Regions from separate parts of the Mus musculus genome. Here all the other regions are linked to region 2. The links are chromatin contacts, called in public HiChIP or PLAC-seq maps. All regions are on one chromosome and are shown on one strand. Each heading gives the region's core, a stretch centred on a gene start, on an enhancer-like site or on the middle of the called end of the contact. The rest is flanking DNA. Distances are from core to core; before and after follow the strand shown.

The links. HiChIP or PLAC-seq counts read pairs in DNA pulled down with a chosen protein or histone mark.
Region 1: a contact with region 2 is called in a FOXA1 HiChIP or PLAC-seq map of pancreatic cancer cells. The contact joins two enhancer-like sites. A contact is called at or near these places in 1 of 484 Hi-C or Micro-C datasets (CD8 T cells) and 1 of 115 datasets of contacts at active chromatin or transcription factors (pancreatic cancer cells).
Region 3: a contact with region 2 is called in a FOXA1 HiChIP or PLAC-seq map of pancreatic cancer cells. The contact joins two enhancer-like sites. A contact is called at or near these places in 2 of 115 datasets of contacts at active chromatin or transcription factors (memory CD8 T cells and pancreatic cancer cells).

Annotation. Positions count from the first base shown.
Region 1 is chr14:25,364,068-25,366,767 of GRCm38.p6, forward strand. The region is part of intron 1 of Zmiz1os1 (a long non-coding RNA gene); the gene reads right to left. Among named protein-coding and RNA genes, the nearest start is that of Gm41113, 14 kb to the right of the region's middle. Within about 2 kb of position 1,339, at least 34 of the 459 cell types and tissues checked have an H3K27ac peak or open chromatin away from gene starts, as enhancers often do. A contact at or near this core is called in pancreatic cancer cells, where this site is marked.
Region 2 is chr14:25,860,531-25,863,230 of GRCm38.p6, forward strand. All of the region lies in intron 1 of Anxa11 (annexin A11), which reads left to right. Among named protein-coding and RNA genes, the nearest start is that of Anxa11, 20 kb to the left of the region's middle. Within about 2 kb of position 1,446, at least 112 of the 459 cell types and tissues checked have an H3K27ac peak or open chromatin away from gene starts, as enhancers often do. A contact at or near this core is called in memory CD8 T cells and pancreatic cancer cells, where this site is marked.
Region 3 is chr14:25,526,078-25,528,777 of GRCm38.p6, forward strand. All of the region lies in intron 2 of Zmiz1 (zinc finger, MIZ-type containing 1), which reads left to right. Among named protein-coding and RNA genes, the nearest start is that of Mir3075, 7.0 kb to the right of the region's middle. Within about 2 kb of position 1,429, at least 120 of the 459 cell types and tissues checked have an H3K27ac peak or open chromatin away from gene starts, as enhancers often do. A contact at or near this core is called in memory CD8 T cells and pancreatic cancer cells, where this site is marked.

The sequences.
Region 1 (2,700 bases), core at 89-2,588, 500 kb before region 2:
AGATGAAGGGTCTATGTCATGCCTCAGGATACCCCACTCAAATGTGATGGCGATAACTTGGCCTCAAAGTCCTCCACTGTGATGGAAGTCTTCAACCTAACCACCTCTCCCATGTGACTGTCACAGCTCCTTCCTTACACAACCCTAACTACCTGGGCCTCTTCAGATACAGAGGCTAACTATGCAGGTACGTGTTCCTGTCTCTCTGTGTCTCTGTCTCTGGGTATGTGCATCTGTCTCTGAGTTTCTATCTGTCTCTAAATTTATCTGTCTCTCTGAGTGCCTCTGTCTCTCTATTTCTCCCTCTCTCAGTGTGTGTGTCTCTCTCTCTCCTCTTTCTCTTCTCTCTCTCTCTCTCTCTCTCTCTCTCTCTCTCTCTCTCTCTCTCTCTCTCTCTCTCCTTTCTCATAGACCAAAGACTCCCAGCTGGCCACTCCAGACTGAAGAAAGTAGTCACAAAGCCTTTCCCAGACTGGCTTTTCAGGGTCTCAACTACTGACCCATAGATCTCACTGTTCCCTCCCAAGACAGGAAGGACCTCTGCAGTGACAGTGTCCCACACATCTAGAATTGAAGCCCTGAGATAGGAGGAGTGGAGATACAGGGATGGGGTAAGAGCACAGAGGCAGAAAGAGCAGAGATATGCCTGGATCCACACATTGGGATGAAGATAGTAAGCAGTCTAGGCAGCCACGGGAACCATGAGGGTTTGATGCTGACCTGTAACTGAATAGCCAGGAAATGACAGAATGCTATAGGGGTGGAAAAGACTAACCCAGAAGCTCTCATGCCTGACCCCACATGGGATTCACCTAGGACCACTTACCCCTTCTAACAGCTGGCCACCCTAGACCTATTAAGTTGGAACACCTGGAGAAGAAAGCAGACATCTATATATTTTAGGATCCCTGGGAGATTCCTGAATGATTCAAAGTTTGTCGGCCACTGGACTGCACAGCAGGGTTGGAACTATGAGCTACCACACCCATTGTACAGGCCAGAAAAGCAATGCCTTGGAGGTCTCCATATTCTCAGACATAGGGATTCAAACAGGTCTGCAGACCAGGCTCTACCCTCAAGACCAGCCTGTTCCCACATTGAACCCTAGAGATAACCACAAAGAGACCAGGATCCTGACTCCCAGAGTTCCAGATCTGCAGAGGTTTCCTGAGAGAGTTTCTAAGTTGGGGGGTAGGGGGGGACGTGTCAGCAGGCAGGAAGGATCCCAAAGACAACATGGTGGGGAGTGAGTGTTGCAAGTTAGGTGCAGGTCTATGTACTGGCCAGCTCACGCATTTCTCGTAAAATCCAAATAGTCCTTGGCTCGAGCCCAGGAACCTCTCCCATCTGACTTCATTCTCTGGCATGCGGGGGGTCTGTTCCTGGACTGTGGGACCTAGACATGGACTCTTTATCTGCGTCTTTCCTGACATCGCTCTAAAGGCGGTGGCTTAAAGATAGCTTCCTGGGGATTGGGGCTTCCTCCTCCTGGTCTATGCTGAAAACACAGATGTCCACGTGATGCCCAGGCTACAGTTGTCCTGGAAATTAGAAGGGCTCATGACAGTTCCCTTTCTCCAGTCCCCAACCTATCTATACCAAGGAACCAGACCAGCCAAGTTTTAAGCATGGAACAACATACTCTCTCACAGCCCTCCAGAGTGGAGCGGGAACTCCAGTTCAGCTGTAGCCACATGTTGGGTGACCTTGAAGAAGCTGCTTAACTCCTTTGAGACTGGACCTAATGATAATAATGACCCTCATCGCTCAGACATTATGAAGTCGGGGTTAAATAAGGCCCATGAAAACTGTGGTGCCTTGGACATATTATTTTATTTCTATTGCCTCAGCTAGCCTGTCTTTAAAATGGGAACAATTATACTTAAGAAGGATAAAGTAAGGATTAAATTCTTTAAAATGAGTCAATCTACACAAAGTGCTTAAAACAACATCCAGTCTATCTGCCAGGCCAGATGAGGCTCTAAGCGTGGGGCTGGCCCAGAGAGGCTCAGGAAAATGCCTGCCTCCTTTCTACCTTCCAGGCACTTTGCAGATACAGGCAGATCACTTAGCTGCCTTCTGACAGCTAGTGGCTGGCTCTGAGCCAGCTCTGTAAAAAACACTGGAAATTGTGCCTACTTTCTCTTCTCCCTTTCCACAGGAGATGGAAAGACAGAAGCTTGAGCATTGGGCAATCTTAACCTTGTCCTGCTGTGTGATCCGAAGTCAAACACTGGAACTCACTTGGAGATAGCTGGGCACGCCACCATGCCTGCCCCATAACAACCACTAGACTGCCTCTCCTGCTGCCCTCGCCCAGGGTGCCCTAGAATAGCGGAGAATGATAGACCACAGGGTCGTTCTGTTGCTCTGTTCATTTGGGAGGGTTTTGGTACAGGATAAAAAGAAGCAGGCACCAGGCTGGCCAAAATTTCCACCAATGTCCAGGTAACATGGAGCCCAACTCCCACGGAGACTCTGAGGGTCAAAAATGTTGTGTCTTGCCATTGACCCAGGAGATGTGGAAGAGTGTGAATCTGACCATAGGTCATTTGACCCCATCTCACCCAGTCTTTCACTAAGCCACACTCTTCAGGAACCATCTGGAAGTTTCTGCAGAAGTACCTGGCTCTGAAAGGGACAGGGAACAGGGAAGTCATTGCCAAGCTATTTCAGGTCAAAATAAACTATCATGCTGCC
Region 2 (2,700 bases), core at 196-2,695:
TACGTAGTCTGCCTTCAAATTTTGTGTTCATCCTGTTGTCCTACATTGCCATTAAGAACACGGGGTTTAGCTGGGTGTGGTGGCTCACGCCTTTAGTCCCAGCAGAGGCAGGTGGATCTCTGTAAGTTTGAGGCCAGCCTGGCTGGTCTACAAAGTGAGATTCAGGACAGCTAGGGCTACACAGAGAAACCCTGTCTTGATAAAAAACAAACAAACAAACAAACAGAAAAAGTGGGAGCTTGGTTGGTGATCATTGGCTATAGAAACCACAGGTGTGTCCTGATTCTTAACTCCATGCTATTCTGTCACATGAGCGTGAAGCTCAGCCTCTGAGATTACTGTTGCCAGCATCAGTAGGTCCTGTGCAAAAGTATAGTGTAGTGGCGAAAGCCCTGGGATTCAAAGCCAGGAGGACAGGATTTGAGTCCTGCCTCCACCATTCACAGATACCTGGGACCATAGAGGCTTGCTCAGGACTCCCTGGTCCAGGTCCTTGGTAGGTTGGGCCTCTGGTCCCCTTGCCTGGACAGGTACCTTCAAGTATTCCATGCTCCCACTTCCCCTAAGATAATCAACACCTGAGTGCTGTGTGTTGGCTGTCATAGGAACTCAGGGTTAACATGTAGTGAGAGAGAGAGAGAGAGAGAGAGAGAGAGAGAGAGAGAGAAAGAGAGAGAGAGACAGACAGAGAGAGAGACAGAGAGAGACAGAGAGAGAAGACATACACTTAAGAGTTGATAGTACTTAGAGACATGAAAAATTACCCAGGAAATAGTTTATGGTGCCTGGAATTTTCTTAAACAAACAAGCAGGGCAGTGGATAGGCCTAGAGCAGTGGTCCTCACCCTTCCTAATGCTGCAACCACTTGATACAGTTCCTCATGTTGTAGTGATCTCCCACCTATAAAATCATTTTTGTTGCTACTTCATAACTATAATTTTGCTACTGTTATGAATCATAACCTAAGCATCTGATATTCGGGATGTATTTTCATTAATATGAAATGACCCAAGGGTCATGACCCACAGGTTGAGAACTGCTGGTCCAGATGAGTGGCAAAATTGGCCTTGAAGCAATGTTTTTTGTTTTTTTTTAACTTTAGTTCTTTTAATACATCATTTAGTTTTATCTTATGTACAATGGTGTTTTGCCTGTCTATCAGTGTGAGGTGTCAGAAGCTCTGGAACTGGAGTTGCTTACAGACAGTTGTAAGTTGCCATGTAGGTGCTGGGAATTGAACCCAGGGCCTCTAGAAGAGCAGTTGGTGCTCTTGACCACTGAGCCACCTCTGAGCCATCCATCCCTTCAGCTCCCTGAAACACTGCTTTGCTGAAGCTGAGGGTTGAGCATCTGTTGTCCTATTCTGCTTATAGATAGTCTACATGCCAACCATTGCTCATCAGAGCCTCGATCATATGAGTCATTTCGTGAAACTGCAAACCATTGCTGCGTATGCGTGGTACGAGGCCAGCCCTGATGACTCTGAGTGTGTGCTTACGTAGGGACTGGGTGTATCTGACTGCCCTCTTCCCTCAAGCCAGTAGCCCGATCTTCCCGGAGAGGGAAGGAAGTTCTGTGGGTTGAGACGCTAAAAGTTCTAGAAACCTCCAGTTTAAAACCTGTCCCCTGTATCCCTGTACCATTTCTCCTGTCCTTGGAAGGAGGCTCTGTCAGCCTCCTGGGGCCATCAGACCAATGGTTACCCGTGTAGGGACTCAGCCCTGTTTGGGAAGAGGGCAGCTTTTCTGACTGCTACCCCAGATCACGTTCTACCACATCCTGGCTCCTTGATCTGATGTGCTCTAGTGACAAATCCAAGGGCTGTGGGAGCCAGATAAGTCTCCACCTCCATCCTGGTGACCTGAGACAGATAAGTAAGTTCCAGGGTAGACACACACTGCACATAAATTAGTAAAGAAATAACATACGTACATATAGAATTAAAAAAGAAAGGGAAAGGGTTTGAGGCCAATCTGGGCTGCATCGCAACACTGTGTGTGTGTGTGTGTGTGTGTGTGAGAGAGAGAGACAGACAGACAGACAGACAGAGACAGAGACAGAGAGAATATGAAAGAAAAAACTTACCTGTTTTCAAACAGGTGAACCAAATACATATGTGTGTATGTTTTTATATATATGCAGATGCTTTGTAAATATATGCATACATGTATGTGTGTGTTAACTTATAGGTTCGAAGGCTTAGTGGTTGCCTCTGGGAGAGGGGATAGTGTCCTGTCCGTCTGCCTTGGGTTTCTATGGATTGCTTATATTTTGTATTTTCAAAATAAAATTTACAGACTCTTGTCTTTTTGAGACAGCGTCTTCCTGTTTAGCCCAGGTTGGCCTTGAACGCATGATCCTCCTCCCACAGCGTCCCTACTTTTGCCAGGTGGATTATTTGCATGCACCAGCACCCCAGTTTGTGCCGGGCCGGGGATCAAGTCCTGGGCCTCACTGAGCCAGAGGAAGCAAGCGCAGGACCAGCTGCAGCCCGGCTGGCTCATTGCTGGCTTGATGTCCGGTAATGCTTAGTTTTCTGAAGATTGGATTGCAGTGTATCCATCCATCTGCCAGTGGGCAGTTGTGGCTAACACTGCTACACTGGGATCTGAGCCACAACCCCAAAGGCTTGCTTGTAGGAAGCGTGTGGGGTCTTCATTAGGGGTGCTCTTGAGGAATGTATCGAGATTCTAACCCTC
Region 3 (2,700 bases), core at 179-2,678, 330 kb before region 2:
CCACCAAGAATCCTACCCTCTTGAGAAAGGAAGGCGTGCCCTGACCCTGACCTGCTCTGCCTCCTGCCACGCTGTCCCACGGGTAGGGGCTTCTCACCCTGCATATGCATGACTGGGCTCCTTCAGACAACCACTGACTTCAGGCACACAGGAGACACCTCAGGGCAGGCCTGTATGCCGGAGGCCCAGATTCCAGATTCTTTGTTCAGGATCTGCTGCCAGTTTGGTGGTCCCCGCAAGCAAGTCACGTGTCCATTCTGGGCATCATCTGTAAAAAGCCAGGGACAAGAAGACACTTTGCCTAGCATAAGCAGTCAGTGAAATAAAACCCTTGGCAGAGGATGAGCTAGTGACTGGTGAGAACATCTGGACTTGGGTGACCACTCACAAGCTCCTCACACATCCCTGAGGGTGAGGAGGGCCCTCTGTCCGTCTTCCAGCCCAGCAGGTGAACCATGTCTGAGCTTTGCGTTTCATAGGCAGGGGTGTCAGGTCATTGGATCTGAAAAGTGTGTGTGTGTGTGTGTGTGTGTGTGTGTGTGTGTGTGTGTGTATACATGAGCATGTAGACGTGTGTGTTTGTGTGTGCTATGAGAAGGTCCTCCTCCCTCCTGGCAGATACCTGAGACAACCTCTTCAAAGCTGCTTGGCACCAGCCCAGTTCAGTGTATATATGGGTGTCTTCCCAAGGCTTCCAGGGAGTGGGTCAGGACTCCAAGGAATGTGGGTTAAGACTTGGAAGGGTTAAAGGAGATAGAGGGGTGTGCTTTGAACTAATGTACCTGTTAATGAACAGAGAGAGGGGAAGTTCCAACACGGAAGCCGCTCGGTCTCAGGATCCACTCTGTCAACCTGGCCTCACAGAGCCTTTGTCATTGCTTGGTGTTGTTGGGTGATCCCTACAAGTCCGACCAAGGGGACCAGAGCCTTCCCAGGAACAGACATGCAGAGGGACGATGACACAGTGCCCTGACGTCCTTAGACTGGGCAGGCATGGGTTCTTGGGAAGAGGAATTGGCAGTGTGCACTGGACGCAGGGCCCCTGAGTCACAAAGAGACAAAGTTAACCAGAGGGCCAGGCCAACCTTGGTCTCTTGTGGACTGGAGTGGTTGTCCAGGGCTGACACCATGCCCCTCACTTCTTCCTCTGGTTGTCTCCCTGCCCCACCCACCCCTAGGTGGATCCCGTTGTTACACACACACACACACACACACACACACACACACACACACACAGAAAGAGAGAGAGAGAGAGAGAGAGAGAGAGAGAGAGAGAGAGAGTACAGAGAGAGAGTGCCATGGCCCTCTGTTCTTTGTGGGAGTCACTCTGGCTGTTACACTGAGTTTTGGGTACAACCCAGAAGTACTGGTAGTGGGTGGAGTCACAGGATGGATGGTTATGAGTCAATATTGCTAAGCTTGTGTGTCATCAGACTGCATGCTGGGCTGGCTTCTCCTGCTGGCTGCTTTTTCTCACCCACATATGTGGGCTGCTCCTCCGGATGGTGCAATGCTGTGTCCAAAAGCTCAAAACAACTCAGGTCAGAGAATCTGGAGGCTCTGCTCCAGGCCCCAGGAGCCCCAGCCTGGTGTGATGCCCTTGATCTCTGAGATCTATTCACAGTGGCACGGAGTGGCCATGGGCACTTGAGAGCTCTCAGCCCTGACCTCATGAGAGACTCTAGACAGTTTTGAGTGATAATGGACTCAGATGAATAAAGGCAGACCCTTGGGCAGCAGGCTGCCCACTTATGGTTGGGGTAGCCTCTGGTGGCTGTCCTCTCTACTCTCCCCAAGAGCCCTGGGATGACAGTCCTGTGGACTCAGTTCACAGTGCCTAAATCTAGTACTGAGTCCAATACTGTCACTTTCTGACCCTAAGCAAGTGGCCTCCAGTATCTGAGCCCATATTGCCTCATTTGTGCAGTGAGGACGCCAGTCCCCACCTCATGGAATTGCTTTGAGTGTGGGGGTATAAGTTTGTTTACAGTGGGTGCATATGTATAAACAGTATCTTTAGACTAGGCCTGGAGTGGGGCAGTAAGCACCATGTGTCAGCCCACTGTCTCTAATCCAAACATGGCCTGTAACACTGAAGCCAGTGCTGCTTCTTTGTATCCAGCTAAGTCCTTGCTTTGCTCTGTCTCTGTTGCTATAACAAACTACTTGAGACCAGATAGTTTAGAAGGAATAGGAGTTTCTTTGACCCATATTTCTGGAGGCTGAGGAGTCCTAGTACATAGTGTTAGCATCTGCTGAGGGCTTCCCAATGAGGTAGAGGGTGCTCCATTGCCAGACTGAGCTCTTCTGTGACACCACTAATGCCATCATGAGGGCCCCACTTCCAAGCCATGAACACATAGACAGTGGGGACATATTCAAACCGTAAAATTGGGGTGTCTGCAAGACTAGTATCAGGTGCTAGAGCATCATGAAAAGACTACCCACCTCAAGCAATATCCTCGTGCCTTCCAAGCCCCCAGGGTGTGTGTTCTGTCAGTCCTAAGGATGAATGGGCAGGTGAGGGTGCGCTTCTCACCCCGACACTGTCTTCAGATTGCTAGGATGAGAGCCTCCCCCTGAAAGAACGTGGTGGGGCCGGGGAGGGGTGGTGATCCCAGCTTCTGTAGAGAAGGGCAGCTTACGCCTACAAGAAGGCCTGGCTGGCATGCTCCTAACGATCACAGGACCCTCCAGGAC